Regions from separate parts of the Macaca fascicularis genome. Here region 2 is linked to region 1. Evidence: chromatin contacts called from public Hi-C data. All regions are on one chromosome and are shown on one strand. Each heading gives the region's core, a stretch centred on a gene start, on an enhancer-like site or on the middle of the called end of the contact. The rest is flanking DNA. Distances are from core to core; before and after follow the strand shown. Region 1 holds the start of AFF1 (ALF transcription elongation factor 1). Region 2 overlaps AFF1 (ALF transcription elongation factor 1).

Region 1 (2,604 bases), core at 67-2,566:
CACTTTGTAAGAGGTGACTCCTGTCCCATCCTGCTCAGGGATGACCAAAACTTTCATCCTAGATAGATACACCACCAGGTTTCATCAGGGACACCTTAATTATTTTATCTGTCTAGGTAAACCAATCTCCCGATAGGAGGATATGGAGTAGGGTGAAGAGTTATATTTTGGAAAACAATCCACGGAAAATTAAGTCAACTAGCCAAAGGTTTAATTTGGAATTGCAAATATCCATCAATTAGGTTTTCAATTATGTGGACAATAAAAGAGTTGAGGAGCAGAGCAGTAGAGACAAAATTAAAAAGGAAAGAACAGAAGGCAGGGAGGGGCTTATTTTCATACATTATACCAATTTACATTACACATCATACTGAATTTAAGTAAGGTGGTTTTCTTCATCCAAATAATTTCACCCATTTTAAACTATAAAATATTGGAGGTGAAATCTCATCTGGGCCATTTGATGTAATCTTTCTGCGTCCCTTTCAGGAAGGAAGGTGCAACCACACAATGAAGACAGCCTGTTGCTTTCCTTGGTATGTTCACAACAGGAACAGGAATCAGGCAGCGACTTAACTAGACCTGAAGTTTCCCCTTCTTCCCAACGGTCTATTTGCCATAAGCCCCCTGAACCTATTAGAATTTTCTGAGGTTGGGCTGGTGGAGGGCAGAAACCCGGAGGCTAGATTCAGGAGACCTGGTTTCCCATGCCACTTAGTAGCTTGTGACACTGAGCACAATACTTACTTTTCAGCGCTTCGGTTTCATTATTTGGGAAATGGGAACAATATATCTGTTTTGTAAGATTGTTGTGAAGATAAAACAGGCCTGTGTGTGAAAGGCCTTTTCTAAATTGTAAAGCCCTCCCCAGATGTTAGTTATTATCTCCTTTAAAGGGCACAGAATCTGTTTCAATAGTACAGGAGGCTGCAAAAAGGCTCCTTGACACTTTTTGCTCAGAACTTGACCCTGAGCTTAATCTCGCCGTAAAGTGAAAGGGTTCTTGCGCCCCCACAGCAACCCGGGGCAGGGTCACCCTCGCGACCGGGGCGGTCACTGCCGTATTCCGTCCTGAGCTGCCGCTCCCCCACGATCCTCCCACCAATCCCGGGAGGGCCGCGACGTCCCTTGCCGCTTGGGTGGCGCCAGCTAGAGGGCGCGGGTCGGGGCGGAACCCGGTACCGCGGCTCGGGAGAAGGTGGGGGCGGGGTGAGGGGCGGGGCCTCGCGCGGAGGGCGTGGCCTCGGGGCGCCCGGGCGGCCGGCGCGCGGAGCTTCCCAGCTTGCTAGCGAGCGACGGGCGCGCGCGGCCCCTGCGCACTCGGCCGCCGCCTGCGCGCGTTGCGGCCGCAGCTGCACCCTTTCCTTCGCGGTTCCGCAGCCGAGCCCCGGCAGGACGCGCTCCTTTGCGTTGTCTGCACTCGCGCCCCTTCCCACCGCAACAGGTCAGGGGAGGGCGGAGGTGACGAGGGCGCCCGACCCGGGACTAGAGGACGGAAGGGTCTGGAAGGTGAGCGCAGCCCTGCGCCCCCCAGGACTGGGGGTCGGTCCGCCTGGCCCCCGACGCCGCCGCCGCGGACTTCTCGGAAGCCTAGGCTCTCCCCGCCTCTCTGCCGGCTTCCCAGCAAGCTGACTCAAGTCGCTGGCGTTCCCACTTTTCCGGAGGGAGCCTTCGGGGAGAACGGGCGAGGGCGCAGAGCTCTCACTGCCCTACTTGCGATCCCGCGGCAGGTAGCGCGTAGAAAAACGGGACGGGGACACGGGAAGATACTCATGCTCCTTCCTCACCCCCAGCCCCCAAATCGGACGTTTGCCTCTGCACCCCGCGTTTTGTGGAGAGCTGTCCCGTTGCTGGGACCTGCTCCCTGAGTTGCGTAATGAGTCCCAGAAGTTTCTAGGGGGGAGGGGCGGGGAAAAGCGGGATTCTTCTCTCCTGCACCCCGGGACCCTCCCCTGTGCCTGTCGTGGAGAGAGATGAGGGCCTCCCGTCGCGTCTCACTCAGAGCAGGAGGGAGACGTGTGTCGGTGGTCCGTAGTCTCCGGGGAGGAGTTGGAGCCACATTCTGAGACTGACTTCTGGGACAGAGGGAGAGGCGTCTTCAGAGTGTGGGACTGGCTAATTTCTCCTGATAATGCTTTTTTCCTTCGGGTGTCCCATCCTCTGTGACCGTCGCACCCCCACCCTCCGACGGTGCGAGCGCCGGAGCCGGGGAATGAGAGGGGAGAGAAGGTGGAGAGTGTGAATCACACGTTACCTTAGTGTGATGGTAGTTACATTAATGGAGCTGCGACGGGCCTGCGGGCGGTTCGATACCGTCCTGATAGTTTTCCCGGAGCTTCTCCACCACCAGGACCCGCATATTGTTATGCAAATCATCCCGGGAAGGCACTTGGCTTTGGAGGTGGAGATGTGTCCGAATCTCCTGTGAACCAGTCTCTGTTGGGGGAAAGGCCTTGCAGCCAAGTGATTTGTTTTATTTAAGGGTGGAGCGGAGATAATTTTAACCCCCGCTTCGTGCACGTTGTGGGGTGTGACTTACGGGGAAACCAGACTGATTTAAAACCTCCAGTGCAAACCTGTAAACTAAGGCGAAGACCCAGTGTT
Region 2 (2,604 bases), core at 59-2,558, 190 kb after region 1:
GTCTCTGGGGGAAATTTTTTTTTTTTTTTTTTAATTAGCCAGGCGCAATGGTGCGTGCCTGAGGTCCCAGCTACTCGGGAAGCTGTGGTGGGAGGATCACTTGAGTCCAGGAGTTAAAGGTTGCAGTGAGCTGTAATTGAGTCACTGCACTCCAGTATGGGCAACAGAGTAAGACCCTGTCTCTAAAAAAAGTAAAATAAACACGTAACGTGCATAGAGCTACATGTGTGAGCCTTGCATTGTTCTAGGAGCTCATGGAGATAATTCCTCACTTCATTCAGTCATCTTATAGATTCCTTTCAAATGAAGGATAGTCTGTCTTAATTATCATTTAGATGAATAACTGAATAAGGAGGTGCATTCATTCAAGTCTTTCTTTTCCTTTTTCTAAATAATTGCTTTGCCAACCAAGACGCTTTAACTTTTTTGGGAAAGACATTCCAGTGCTATCGTGTATGTGTTTTGAGGAGTGAGGAAGGGAAGTTATGATGTGTAAGAGGAAAATGCAGCTTTATTGCAGGGAATGATTGGTTCAGTCCTTCCCTTGCATCCAAGATCCGACTGTCTTTTCTTGGTTTATTGCTCCAGATCAGCACCCCTGGTTATCTTTCAAAATGAAAGCTCATCCCTTCTGCTTGACTAAGGCCACTTACATCTAAATTTCTCCATGCCTGTTAGTTACCCTGAGGAGAGCACCACAGCCATATGCATGTGATAGCTTAGGCTGTTCTGAATCAACCGTTCCCTCACCAAAGAGAAAAGTGGATGAATTTCCCTTTTCTGTAGCACTCATCCCAGTGAACACAACCTGTTTGCACAGCAAGTCCCTGGGCCTGATCTTGGTGCAAACTTAAATTGATGTCCCTTGTGTCTTTTTTGTATTGAATCTCCTTCCGAGGGGAATCACAGGGAAGTCCCTGAATTTCCCCAAAGACTGCGTCTCCAGTTTTCTGTGTTCCATGTGCTACCAAGCTCATTTGCTTCCCTTTAGAAGAAGATAATAGAGCCTTAGAATTTAAGTGTGGAAAGAACCTTAGTGGTCCCTTGATCAGCTGCCACCTTTTATAGATGAGATCCAGAAAGGCACTAACATGGCTTGGCTGCTGAGTAAAAATAGATCTGCAGCTCAGGCATGCTGTCTCCTCCCAGTGCGGTGATCTTTCCTCTTTTTCACACGTGTTTCTGCGTACAAGTGTCTGTCGGGAGGATTCTTAAGAGGCGCACAAGGTCGGCGTACTGGCTCTGACGCCGGTGAATAAGGCGGCTACCACGTCAGCCCTGGCTTGGTTCCTCCACAGCCCCCACCGTTGCCACTCAGTACCACACACATTCCTACTCCACTTTAGCTCCTCCTGCAGATGCCCCCATCTTCCTCCACAGCCAAGCTCCTGGTTAACTACATCTTTCCATCTGCTGGAATCTCTGTTGCCCCAAATAAGTGTCAGTTCTGGAAGAAGCCACCTTTTCCCTGCTTCCTCCAAGTGTCTGCTGGGTGAGCCAGCTGCAGGGCAGCGCAGCCCGCCGAAAGGCTTTCCCTGACGGAAACTGACTCGGCCCCTTGCAAGCCCATGTCTTCCTTTTATGGCCTTCACTCTTGCCCTGTGCTCCACTGTGGGTGGAGCAGCATCTGGCAGACGATCAGGGCTGCCTGACCCAACAGGTTAAGAAAAGCAAACAAGTCTGTGAGGACCAATTTGTCAGCCGGCAGCCTCCCTTTGTGGAAGGTGAGGCACCGTCCTTGAGACACTTAACCTAGTAGAAAAAGAATTTCTGAAACCCATACCTTAAGCCAGATTCCCTGAAGTGGGGGTGACCTGGGGGATAAACCACAGGGCAAAGGGACTTCTTTTTCCTCCTGAAGAGAGAGTATCACTCTCATCTGAATGGCTTCTTGACCCAGAAAAATCTAAAGAACACCGTGCCTCCTGTTTTTTGGCAGGTCTTTTCTTGGAATTTTGGTCTGCATTTCCGCTCACCCAGTATTGCATGGCTCCCAGGTTAATGACCCTTTCCTACATCCATCCACTTAAAGTTGTAGTGCAGTCCTGCATCCAGTGACCTCAGCTGTGTCCCTGAGCTATTAAGCTGAATTTCTGTGCCACTGACAAATACCGAGTGCCTACTCTGGGGAAGCCTCTGTGACTGTTCCAGAGAGAAGATGACAAAGTTCCAAGTGCATAGTGTACAAAAAAATACTAACCTCATGCCCGCTGGCTTGATTTCAACAGTTAAGCAAAATCAACAGAAGGGGATTTTTGCTTTAAAGTTTGATGGCTTGCTTTCTACCAGCTTATAGAATAGTATCTGCTTCTAGGTTGCTAAATATCAATATAAAGCATATTATTCCAGTAAGTGCCAATGCAGTTGTTAGATGCTGGCGCTGAAGTTAGTGCTCGCTGGTTTCTCTCTTGTTGGCTGTCTACTTGAGTCACCGATTGGCACAGCCAGAGCTATAACCAGTCTGTGAGGATTGATTTGCCCTGACTTGTATCTTCATATGTGGTTTATAAGGTCTGCCAGATTGGCCTATAGTTACAACCAGCATGTCCTAAGCAAAATGAAACTATACGAACAAAAATCAGCTCTCATTCCACTGCTAGACTT

What was found. A called contact is a pair of places that touch in the nucleus more often than the background predicts.
Region 2: a Hi-C map of skeletal muscle shows a contact between it and region 1, with 4 times the contacts expected there. The contact joins the enhancer-like site here to the promoter of AFF1 in region 1. A contact is called at or near these places in 2 of 2 Hi-C or Micro-C datasets (liver and skeletal muscle).

What each region holds. Positions count from the first base shown.
Region 1 is chr5:92,478,258-92,480,861 of T2T-MFA8v1.1, forward strand. It overlaps AFF1 (ALF transcription elongation factor 1), which reads left to right and starts at 1,317. Exons shown (of 21, transcript XM_074040095.1): 1 at 1,317-1,509.
Region 2 is chr5:92,665,008-92,667,611 of T2T-MFA8v1.1, forward strand. The region is part of intron 12 of AFF1 (ALF transcription elongation factor 1); the gene reads left to right. Among named protein-coding and RNA genes, the nearest start is that of KLHL8, 120 kb to the right of the region's middle. Within about 2 kb of position 1,309, at least 3 of the 6 cell types and tissues checked have an H3K27ac peak or open chromatin away from gene starts, as enhancers often do. A contact at or near this core is called in liver, where this site is marked.